2 separate regions of the Mus musculus genome follow, and region 2 is linked to region 1. Evidence: chromatin contacts called from public promoter capture Hi-C data. All regions are on one chromosome and are shown on one strand. The core of a region is the stretch at or near the end of the contact, and the rest is flanking DNA. Distances in the headings are between cores, read along the strand shown. Region 1 overlaps Kcnq3 (potassium voltage-gated channel, subfamily Q, member 3). Region 2 holds the start of Lrrc6 (leucine rich repeat containing 6 (testis)).

Evidence for each region. Promoter capture Hi-C pulls out the DNA fragments that hold promoters and counts their contacts.
Region 2: a contact with region 1 is called in a promoter capture Hi-C map of hippocampal neurons, with 6 times the contacts expected there. The contact joins the promoter of Lrrc6 here to the enhancer-like site in region 1. A contact is called at or near these places in 11 of 39 promoter capture datasets (the 3T3-L1 cell line, cranial neural crest, embryonic stem cells and 6 more), 1 of 484 Hi-C or Micro-C datasets (cranial neural crest) and 2 of 115 datasets of contacts at active chromatin or transcription factors (embryonic basal ganglia and embryonic stem cells).

Annotation. Positions count from the first base shown.
Region 1 is chr15:66,030,256-66,035,931 of GRCm38.p6, forward strand. It overlaps Kcnq3 (potassium voltage-gated channel, subfamily Q, member 3), which reads right to left. Exons shown (of 15, transcript NM_152923.3): 2 at 1,125-1,215; 3 at 264-390. Among named protein-coding and RNA genes, the nearest start is that of Hhla1, 56 kb to the left of the region's middle. Within about 2 kb of position 3,831, at least 9 of the 459 cell types and tissues checked have an H3K27ac peak or open chromatin away from gene starts, as enhancers often do. A contact at or near this core is called in hippocampal neurons and stem cell-derived epiblast-like cells, where this site is marked.
Region 2 is chr15:66,497,876-66,504,070 of GRCm38.p6, forward strand. It overlaps Lrrc6 (leucine rich repeat containing 6 (testis)), which reads right to left and starts at 3,035. Exons shown (of 12, transcript NM_019457.2): 1 at 2,900-3,035. The coding sequence starts at 2,909. It overlaps Gm31006 (a long non-coding RNA gene), which reads left to right and starts at 2,990. Exons shown (of 5, transcript XR_384154.3): 1 at 2,990-3,090; 2 at 3,726-3,765; 3 at 4,536-4,611; 4 at 6,103-6,178.

The sequences.
Region 1 (5,676 bases), core at 2,581-5,080:
AATGGGCCTCTCTTTCCACTATGGCCGACTAGGCCATCTTCTGATACATATGCAGCTAGAGACACGAGCTCCGGGGGATACTGGTTAGTTCATATTGTTGCTCCACCTATAGGGTTGCAGACCCCATTAGCTCCTTGGGTACTTTCTCTAGCTCCTCCATTTCAACACCAGATATTTTGGCACTCTTCACCCATAAAACCTTCCTAGAGAAATACTATAGGAGAGGAGTGAGGTCACCACTGGACCCAATTCTCAGGGCTTACCCAACATGCACAGGGGCTTCCTGGCAAACTTTAGCCGTCCACGCCAGCCTTTGTATCGACAGCAACATCCTGCAGCCCAGATCCTCAAAGCAAACTCAGCTCCAAAGATGAAAATAGCAAAGGTTTCCTGTGTGAAACAGGGGATGGCACGAGGTTACCTAGTATCCAGTGTCAGGACTACTGAGCTCAGAGGAAATGGGTATCTGCTGCTGCTGCACTAGTGGCGAGGATACTGGGGCCAGGGGAAGAAGTGCATGTTGGCCATTGTGACAGCTCCTGTCTTCATCCCGCCATCTTAACCCTCTATGCAAAATGAATCCAGGTCTGAGCTTTTCTGAAGATTCCATTCCAACCAATCATTTTTTTTTTTAGTCCACTGAATCTATTAAAATACCCTATAAGTGAGGTCAAAAACAATCTGCTAACCCCACCCAGAACACTCAGACACTGCTCTCCTAGCTGGACAGTGTTGCTAACCTTAGCTTTTGAGCCAGCCATTGCCTCATGCGTTTTGTAGTATCATCCTCAGTTTATGTTTTGAGAAATCAAAGAAGGGTCAGGGTTTAGAATGGAGTACATCTTTAGGTGAACTTGCAGAGGGCCAGGAAGCTATGTTTTTTTCATTTAATACTGGTGGTTTGGGCTTGGACTACATGCTCCTTATTTCTGTCCAGAACAGTGGATCATCATCAGAAAGGCTATGCCTATGGCAGGCCTGGCAAGACAAAGGGGGCATTGCTTTTTCTTGGACCTTGACTTGGCTAGAGACATTAGGAATCTGAGATCTAGGCAAATAGCTTCCAGGTAAATGCCACCTAGAGCTTCCGTCCTGGAGTACAGTGTCAATGGACCATAGCTTACCAGCAGCAAAAGCCAGTCTCCAGACACAGTCTCATATTCCTTGAAGGTGGTGAGCACGGCCAGAATCAAGCATCCCAGGACAATCAGGAACCTAGAAGGAAGGAAGAAGGGAGGAGGGAGCTTTAGTCCTGGCTGGTGCAGCAGGCAATTACAAAAAGGGGGGGGGGTGGTCAGTGAGACACTGGACAGTGTAGTGTCACATGCTTTATACGTTACTTCATCCATCAGCCACAGCAACCCTGAAGGTGGAAAAAATGATGAACAGCACTGAGAGTGGTTAAGAAAGGAGCAGGGAACGCCAGGTCCAAGAAGTGGGAGTGGGTGGGCTGGGGAGCAGGGCTGGGGGAGGGTATAGGGGACTTTTGGGATAACATTTGAAATGTAAATGAAGAAAATATCTAATAAAAATTGGAAAAAAGAGAGGCTCATGCTGTTGCTCGATCAGTTAGACATTTTAATTTTTTTTTTTTTTGTCTTAGAACACATTTTCTGACTTCCAGCCTTGTCTAGGAATTTAACCACAATCACCAACCTCTTCAGTCTGTTAGGCTTTTTATTTGAAATGAATAGCTTTAACTTTTAAGTGAAACCTACCTACTCTGAGCCCCGATTCCTCTTCTCAGGTGAGAGTGATGACGGTGTTGATGATGTCAACATCAGCACCTCTCCCTACTACACTTGGTCATCACCTGTCTGTCACCTACCACTTCACACATGCCAGTTCATCATCCTTAGAGTGACTCTCAAGGTCAATATGGCCATTCCCCTGCTGTAGCATTTTAAAGACCAGTATTGTGTAAAATGTTAAGTGCTTGGTTCTACAACATACAGCACTAACCTCAGCTCTATGAGATGTGCCTTCAGTTGGCATTGAACATGGAAGTGGATGCCAAGGCTGAGTTGGTATACAAAAAAACACCACGCATCCCAGAGCCCAAATCCTATAGCAGAAGTAGGAGCCTTTCAGACTCTTCCCAATATCTCATCTGATATGCATGTAAACATGGGGATGGCTCCACAAGATGTACATGGTTGTTCCCTGTGAGTCATGCTCTTATATGATTGCTTCCACCAAGTCTAAGCAGACACCAAGACTCACTCCTTCTTTGCTCTCTTCATTATATGTCAAAAGCCTGTGACTGTGCCACACTACATCGAGTTACATCTCGACAGACTGGAGGGAGAGAATCTCTTCCTGGCCTCAACAAGGCCTCATCATAGGACCGAATTAGACCACTGATGCTCAGAAACTGTGAGTTGCATAAAGAAATGGTATCATTAAAGTCCACCAAGACAGTGGCAATTTGTTGCATAGAATGGTAGGAAACTCAGTACATGATGGGAATCGGCCAAGTGCATCTAACTTTCAGAGTTGGATGACCACGTGGTCTGTGTTGCTTGGTCAGTCATACTCCACTCCTGGAGAGCAGAGGCTGTACCAGGTTTGTTTATATCCAGTGACTAACCCAGGGCTCAGAGCTTTAAGTAACCAAGAATTGCTTTAGGAAAATATCAAAGTGACTTCCATAATTCCCTATTGCTGGAATTAAAGACACAGAACACACACACACACACACACACACACACACACACACACTTTGTTACACAGACATGAGTACACTGGATAGTATGTATACAAGTTATATGACTGGTAGATCACCAATGTCAGTTTCTGGTTTCAATGCCTGGCAACACATTCATATATGACACACACATATGATACATACATACACATACACACATATGGCACACACACAGCACATAAACATACAGTGTATTGATTGAACACTTGCTTAGCATGTGTCAAGTTCTGGCTTTAATTCCTAGTACCTCTGGCTTTAATTCCTAGTACCACACGTGAACACATGCACACACAGGCATATACGATAGAGACACATAGTGTACATACATGTGTATGCACAATGTGCATTCATATAACAGCTCCCATGTGTCTGTTGTTTGCTTTCCATGATTTTAGTCATTCATTGCTAGCATACTCTGAGAATATTAAATGCAAACTCCATAAACAAGCCATTGATGGGTATTAAATTACTTTATTATGATTTGTTACTGTCCATGTTCTACTCAGGTTAGTTATTCCTATTAATCTTGTACCGTGCTTAGTCTGTAAATTAAGCTTTATTACAGGCAGGCAACAAATATAGAAACACACAGTATGAATAGTTTGCTTCTACCGACTATTGGACATTTACCGAGCACCCTAGCACACATCAGAAAGGACAATGGAGATATCTGTATCTATATCTGTACTCAGCTCAGCGAGGGCTGTGGTCAGTGATTGCTGTCATGGCTGGCGAAAGAGAAGGGATGAGGAGATAATAAGGGTTTCCTGAAAGATAATCCTCCTGGTGGTCTCAGAAGGACTGAACAGAGTGACAGGAAGAGCAAGAGGAGCACATTGAGGCTCTTGTTGCTAGGATATGACAAAACAAATGTCGGGTGTGTGGTGGCCTCAGGCCCAAGAATATGAGAAGCTTCGAGAGAATGTGCTGAATTTGAAGTCCAAGTGAAACTCTACATAGTGTCAATCAAAACCCAAGATTAAACTTTACAAGAAAGGTTGATATCCTATGGACCTAGTCTAACACTGTGGGAGAGGAGGTGGAGAAATCACCTTTATCCCACCATGCAGTTTCAAGCTAGTTCTGATCAGCCTGCAGCATGCAGCACCCAGACTTAACCAGCAGGGGGCAGCCAACAACCACACAAGTAGCTATGCACAGGAGTCATTGGGATCTACTTTCTAAGACTGGAGAAAGATCGGTAATTTATGAAACTCAAATCATCTAGGAAGGCCTTCTAACCTCAAGAAGAGAAGACATTTTTCAGCTTCTTGCAAAGTTCAAACTGTCCTTAAAATAGCTCGAGTTCAGCAGTCAGCCTCTGTCAGCCTTGCTGACAGAAGCCGGATGTGTCTGGCCCGCACAGCACCTGCCCTTCAGGTTCCTTTGTCTGGTGCTCTGTAGATGCCTGACTTTAACATTTTTTTTCTCCTCCCCTGTACCATTTGCAACTCTGAGCTCCCTCTCTACAGTCCTTTCTGCTTCTTTCCCTTACCCCTCACTACCTGGCTCATCCCTGTGTCTCTTCTTCTACCCCATCCCTACCTTCCTAGGCTCTGTGCACTCACATCCTCTCCCTCCCTCTGTGGTCTTCAGGCCTAGAATAGGAGGTTTGGGAAGAGATCCCTGAGGGGATCCAGCAGGGCCCTTCTGTCCACATTTCCAGGCTGTGTTTGAGAGCAATGCTGGTCGGTGTCAATGCCGTCCTCATGCCCTTCCCCCAGACACAGTCACCTCCATGCTTCTCCTGAAGAACTCTTTCCTTATCTGCTACCATCTTTCAGCCAAGCAGGAGCTAAAGAAGTCAGGGGAGAAACGCATAAGGGCACTTTGAACTGCACACTATTCGGAACTGTGTGGCTTAGGCAATCAGTCCCAGGTTCAGTGCGTCCTGCCCAGGTCCGCTCAGTACCAGACCTCCACCAGGCAGCACCCAGGGAGACACAGGCAGCTCTTCCATCAAGAAGGTAAAGGAGGACCTGCCATGACACTGAGATAAGGAGGTGGAAAATGCACACACATATGCTGCCATTTCTATTTGGTCTTTTCTTTCTTTTCTCCTGAGAACATCAGTGGAGCCATGGGAAGCGTCACTACTTTATATACATACTTATATACGTAAGACCAGAGCTTCCAAGACCAGGTGACAGCAACACCAAGGGAACAAGAGATTCTACTTGGCTGAGAGCCAGTAAGAGACCTTGATGGAGAATTTGCAGGGAATCCACCAAGTAGGTGAAGGTACCAGGCCACCCCATTTAACTGGGAGGATAGTTCCCTTTCTGTTCCTCTGGACTCCCATATTTGAGAAGTCTTCAATTAGGGACCCTGCTGGGACTTTCAGTAACTCTGGGGCAACTTTCCACTAAATGTCCCTCAAGGCTAGGGAGGCAGGCAGCAGCTGGATCCACTTGATTATCATTAGAGTTCCTTCATTGAAAGCGATGAAAGTTCTCTCATCCTAGGCAGGTGTAGGCAGAATGAACAAATAGAGCGGGTGTGCCTGGCTCCTTCACACCTGACTTGCCTCAAGGCACTGCCATGGTTCCTGGCTCTTGAGCACATGAAATAAACCTGACAAAGAGTTGCTAATAAAGTCTACATATGTAAAGAACTCAAATGATTCAACAATAACAAAATCAAATAACTAAATTACACTGGTCTAAAAATCTGGATATATGAAATATCTATGTATGTACATATACATATAATATAGATATAAATTTTATATATATATATATATTCCCAACTGGTCAAGGCCTCAAAATAATATCTGATTATTTTTTAAACTCTAGTATGGACTGGTCGAGATTGCCTGGAATGCAGGATTCCAACTGCTGCCAACTTATCTGAAGGAAATGCTATTATCGACTGGTAATGTTTGTTAGATAAGAAACAGGACTAAGAATGTGCCATCCCCTAGAGACACAGACATGAGTACATAAACAATACTCTTATTTCCCTAGTGT
Region 2 (6,195 bases), core at 1,785-4,284, 470 kb after region 1:
GATATTATAATATATGTTATTAATAAAACATCAGAAACAAAAAGAAGCAAATTTGCATTTTGGGCAGAATGGCCTCATTGGAGACACTGCTAAGACATGTCTGGGAGGAAAATTTATAGCATTGAGTGTCCATGGTCAGAAAGATATAGAGCAGAGACATGACATCAGCTTCCACTTTAAGGTTTGTGGAAAGGACAAATCAAATTCAAAACAAAATAAACTAATAAAGATTCTAACAAAAATCAAATGACAAAGAAACCAGGGAAAAATCAGGAAAAAAAATCAAAGCTGATGAGGTAAGAAAGTGAAATTTGTAAACTTTATTCTGACTTGGCAGAAAAATGGATGGAATAAATTGCCAATTTTTGTAATGGGAGATAATACTACTATATAAACATTAAAGGACATATATAAACATATATATGTATGTATATATCTAATATGCAAATATTAAAGGATACAGAGAATATTGTAAATATTATGCACCTCCCCTAAAAATTAATAAAGATATGTTAAATTGTTTAATAAGATGAAAACTACCAAGCTCATTAAAAACACAAGGGTAGATTAAGGAGCTGTCAGTCACCTCAAGTAGCTAGATACGGAGTAACAAGCCTTCTAGCAAAGAGAATTTAGGCACACATGTTTCCACAGATAAACCATACCAACCATGTAAGGAAAAATAGACTTACCACAAACTCTTCTAGAAAACTGAAGACATGTTAGCAAGCAGAAAGCTATTCAAGGTAGAGCAGGGGTGTCCAAATTTTTTTTTTTTTCTGTGACTAAACACCATGACCAAAACTAACCTGAAGAAGAAAGGGTTTATTTCATCTTATAACTCCCAGATCATGATCTGTCACTGGGAGAAGTCAGAACAGGAGCTTGATTTGACGAAGGAACCATGGAGGAATGATGCTCACAGTCTCGCTCTCCATGGCCTGCCTGCCTGCTCAGTTTACTTTCTTGTACAACTCAAGACTCCCTGACTGTGTATGGTATCAGTGGGCTAGGCCTTCCCACATCAAACATTAAACAAGAAAATACCCTCACAGACTTGCCTGTAGAACAATCTGATAAACACAGTTCCTCAACTGAGACTGTCTTCTCAGATGACTCTAATTTGCAGTAAGTTGACAAAAATTAATCATCACAGAGAGGAGAGTATGTCTAAGAAGGACCCTAAAATCTCTCCATTCTGTCTTAGTTCCTGGGATCAGATATTGGCCAAGGTGGTTCTCAGCTCTGTGTTACCTCCCATAAAAATGGATCCATTGGTCATGGTTCCCTGACCCTGACTTGGAACATTGGAGAAAGAGAGAGAGAGAGAGAGAGAGAGAGAGAGAGAGAGAGAGAGAGAGAGAGAGAGAAATGCATGGAAAACATCTGAATCTGGCATGAAATGTGTGAGCACTTGTGACAGTGTCATTCATCTTGTTCTCTGGACTTCATTTCAGGCCACTCTCTTCCGCCAGTCCTACATGGCTAATTAGGTACCTGGTGAAAACTCTCTAGCTTCTCAACAGGACATTTGTAAAGGTGACCTCTTGCAGATTTCCAAGGCAAGAAGAAACCCCACCATCTTACTCTCCTTCATTATTTATGTTTACCATCTTACATTCATTCAGTAAACTCTCCACAGCCCCTTCCTTCCTCCCTCTCTCCCTCCCTCCCATCCTCTTTCCTCCTCCTCTTTTTCTGAGACTCCCAAGTGCTCTACTGCTGAACTGTGCCCCAGCCCCAATCACAGTCTCTTGACTAAAAAATATTAATTATGGAGGATGAGATGACTCAGCTGGTAAAGAATGAAGGCATGAGTCTAGATTACTAGCATCCATGGAGGAGGGTATGTCTGTAATCCTAGCACTAGAGAGGCAGAGACAGTCAGGCCCCTCTAACTCATTGATCAGCCAGTTTAGTGAATTTACTGAATAGAAGCTCTATTTTAAATGAGAGATCCTGATTTAAAGAAAATACAGTGGGAAGCAATTGAGATGTTAGATGCCAAACTCCAGATTCCATATGCACACAAATGTGAATCTGCACACATGTATGCATGCACACACACACACACACACACTTATACACATATGGTGATACTTTGACAATGATAACTGTATGCAAATGCCATTTGTTAGCATCAAAAATTCCTTGATAATAGAAATGATTCAACCTAATCTAAAAACACTTACTCCTCACATCGCTTTGAGGACAGTTATAATAGCTTTAGATAAACACTTTTACCTATTTACTAAGACTGTAGAATAAAACCTTGCTGTGGAAATGAGGACGCTGAGGTTCAAAGATGGGGTTCCAGAGCAAAGTTATAGAACTCTTAGGATGGCCATAGAGAAGGGTGTGTACCAAACCATGACTCTGAAAATTGGTGCCCTCTTCCATTAGACTGCACTATCTTATTCAGCGAGATGGTGGCACACAGAATGTGTCACACAGGACTTCACAGCCTAACCAATCATGTGTTAAGGCTGAGCCATCCCGTCTTCCCGAAGTCCCTTTCTCCCTAGAGCCCACTTCATAGACTGGGTAGCTGCTGGCCAGTGACAAGTAGAGAACATGGCAGGCACTTGAGAGGACATAAGGAATCTGAGGGGACCTCAAGAGACCTGATAAGACTTAAGGGACTTGAAGGGACCCAAGAACTCCTGAAAGGATTTAGGAGGACCTATAGGATAATGAAATATCGTGGTGGGACTTCAGGGGGTCTTACGCAGACCCAGAAGGACCTAAGGGATCTTGAGGGAATCTGAGGAGTACTGGGCAGAAGACAGAGAGCCTGGTGCAGCTGAGGCACCTGGGGGCTGGCCCTGCGGTGGGAGGAGGGGAACTGGCTGGCCGTGGGGAGCGGGTGCTGAGCCCACCGAGGGTGAGGGTCGCTTACTTCGGCCCATGGTGCTTTTCTGGATCTCTGGTCAGGGAAACAGGGAGACCGGCAGGCAGGATTTCCCTCAGCCCTAGCAGCTGCGCCTCTCAGAGTGTGGGACGCAATCCGGGAGTCATGGCAACAGGGATTCTATGGCAGCCGCAGGAGGTCAGGTGGCGCTGGGTTTCCTGACTTCCGGAAGAGAAGCAGTAAGAATAGCAGTGGCAAGCTCCACTGTCCCTGACCTAATCCTGTTCCCTGTCCCCACCTGTGGCTTTCTTTGGAGCAGTCCTGCCCAGATCAAAGAGTCACAGGGAGCCTTTACTTCCTAATGGGATCTTTCCCTGGGCGTGTTTTCTGCCTGTTTTCTCCGTACTCTCAATTCTATTTGACTTGTGAAAAGTCACGAAGATTTGATTTGGCTCCCACTCTATTTATTAGAGTTGTGACCTTAAACGTCTTTAGCATTTGTCCCTGAGTCTAAGACAAATAATAAGCTGAACTCAAACAAACAAACAAAAAAAAACTTTGTGGAGCTTAAATAATATGTCTGAACTGAAAGACTGTTTTAATTTTGTTTTTCTTTTTAAATTATTGTTTAAGAACTTAGGACTTAAAAAAAATATGTTCATTATAGATTAGTTGTTACCATTCAATTACAACCTTTTAAATCATAGCTCTACGTTCACTCACTCCCTACAATTATATATATATATACACATTCATACATATTATACAATTATATTTTTATGACCTGTCCCACTTCGCCTACACACCACCCCTTTAATTCTAAGGCACAGAAGTGTCCTTCTAAGCTCACAATGCATGTCTGGTATTTTCCTAGTCCCATTTCTCAAGTGTCTGAAGACTCTAAGAAAAGTTGGGTAAGATTAATCATTCCTCCTCAAATGTTCAGATAATATTTAATGTGGCACAACTTAGTAAGCGAATGTAGGTATGCCATAGTTGCAAACGTAAATATAACTCTCCATTTGCTTTTTAAAAATGCAATTTGTAAAAGGTTTTTATTTTTTAAATCCTCTAGTCACAGTAAACCAGTACAGTGCATTGCGCTTAATTTGTGCAGTCTGTATGCATTTTAAAAGATTTATTTAAAAAAAAAGATTTACTGAGCATTGCTAAGTGCAAAGAAATTTATGATTTCAAGAGGTGTCTGTTCAGCGTTGGCTGTTGGCCATCATAGGCTGGGTCAGGTGTAGATGAGGGTGTGGATGTGACAGAGACAAGAAACTCAACAGGCATGGCATGGAGGAGGGCAGATGATGGTCATCAGTATGGCCTAGATGGAATTGCACAGAGGAGTTTTGAACAGTAATCCTGAAAGAGTAGATAAGAAATAGTGTGCCTCACTGGCCAAGCCTGAAGTACTGAATCGGAATGATAGAATTTTAGGCACCATGTCCCCTTAGTGGGAGAAGTACTTTGGAATTCCAGGAGGTAACCAATAGCACTCAGAATAAATTTAAGTGACATCTACTATCTCTACAAATATGCCCAGTTCTTCATTTCCTGGGGTTTTTGTTGTTGTTGTTTGGTTTGGTTTTGGGTGTTTTTTATGCAGAACAATGTAGAACAGCTGTCTTTAGACATATGATTCAAACCTATATGCTTATCTCTGCTTGGCACCGGTCAGATGACTCCGTCTCTGAGAGTTACACCTTCCCCATTTCCACCTGACGACAGCACTGGCAATATCTCTGGCTGTGCCTGTGAGTACTGAAGTCAGATTACTCTTGGACATCAAGTGCCAAGAGAGCTTGAAATATTACCTCTGCTTGAACTTAGGAGTTTTGACAGCAGGGGCTTATAGAAGCTAAAAAGATCCAGATTCTCAGAAGAAGCTGGTACCCACGTATTCCAGGTAGAATGGTAAGTTTCTAAGATAACGAAAGCCTGAGATCAGGCTCAGGATAAAGGATTTCAGGACTCAAGAGCAACAGTTCTCAACCTTCCTAATGCTGCCACACTAATACTGTTCCTTATGTGGTGGTAACCCCCAACAATAAACTTATTTTGCTGCTACTTAATAACTGCCATTTTGCTGCTGTTATGAATCAAAATGTAAATATCCTATATGCGGGGTATCTGCTATGCCACCTCTGTAGGGATCGAGAGCCACAGTTTGTGAACCGCTACTCTAGAAGTTTCTCCAGAGCTTCTGTAATTTATGTGTGTGATATGTTAGCTCTGAGCTTCTATTCTCACCCTTACTTACACCCACTGGCAATGATCTTTCCACCTTACTCTGAAACGCTCTACTTGTCACAGAGGCTGATATATTTTGATTCTCTTGGGAGCTTATGTCTGAGCTTAATCTCCAATACAAACATTATTAAGAGGTGTGTCCTTTAGAAGATGGCTGCACAATGAAGGTAGACAAGGTGCAGTGTTACAATTTGACAGAGGCAGTTACCCCCCCCCCCCATTCCTTCCATCCATTCTACTGCCCAAGAACTCATGATGCCCCTTGCAAGAGGACACAGTGTCACTAGGGCCTTAGAATTGTCCTGTGAACTCTGATGTCTGTGGGACTGAATTATTTCATTCCTTCATTCACAAGCAATCGAAAGCTTGAGTGTCTACCCTGGTTAAAAATCCTTTAGATGTTGTCAGCACCCTTAAGATGTTTAAGTGTGCTCAACCTTGCCTGTATGCTTTGAGATTGCTAACTACTCATTCTCATAGAGGGCTCCGGATGCAGGCCATGCTAGTAATAGCACAGAACAGGCAAGGAAGCAAAGACCTAATGAAATTATACTACTAGAACAAGGTGAATCAGAATTTTGCCTGCAAACCTGAATTCCATGCCCCATCACATTCTCGGCTAAAGCCTACTTGAGAGACTTCTTTTCCTGATGCTTTGTTTCTATCTTTGAGTCCTAGCTCTCTGCACAGGCACTGGTACGTGGGTGCCTAATAAATGTTTTCTGAGTGAGTGAATAAATAAACTCATGGGGCAGTCTATCCAAAAGTTCTGTTGTATCCTCTGTTATGATCATGTGTGTGTGTGGGTTTGGTAGAATCCAAACCCACTCAGGTGTCCTTGTCAGGAGGAATCTAGAACATGAACCAGGAAGATCATCAGGCAGTTTCTCACCTTGGGACACGTGCAACAAAATCTAGCAGGAGAGCTCTTCCACAGGCCGGCAGGGGCTTGACATCTTTGAAAACAGGACTGTTTTTGTTCTTTTGTTAACCAGGCTCGGCTGCATTTGCTTTGCCTCCCCTGAGCTGACATCCCAGCACTGAATTTTTCAGAAACAGAGGACCCAGGAGGTATGAGGACATTGTAC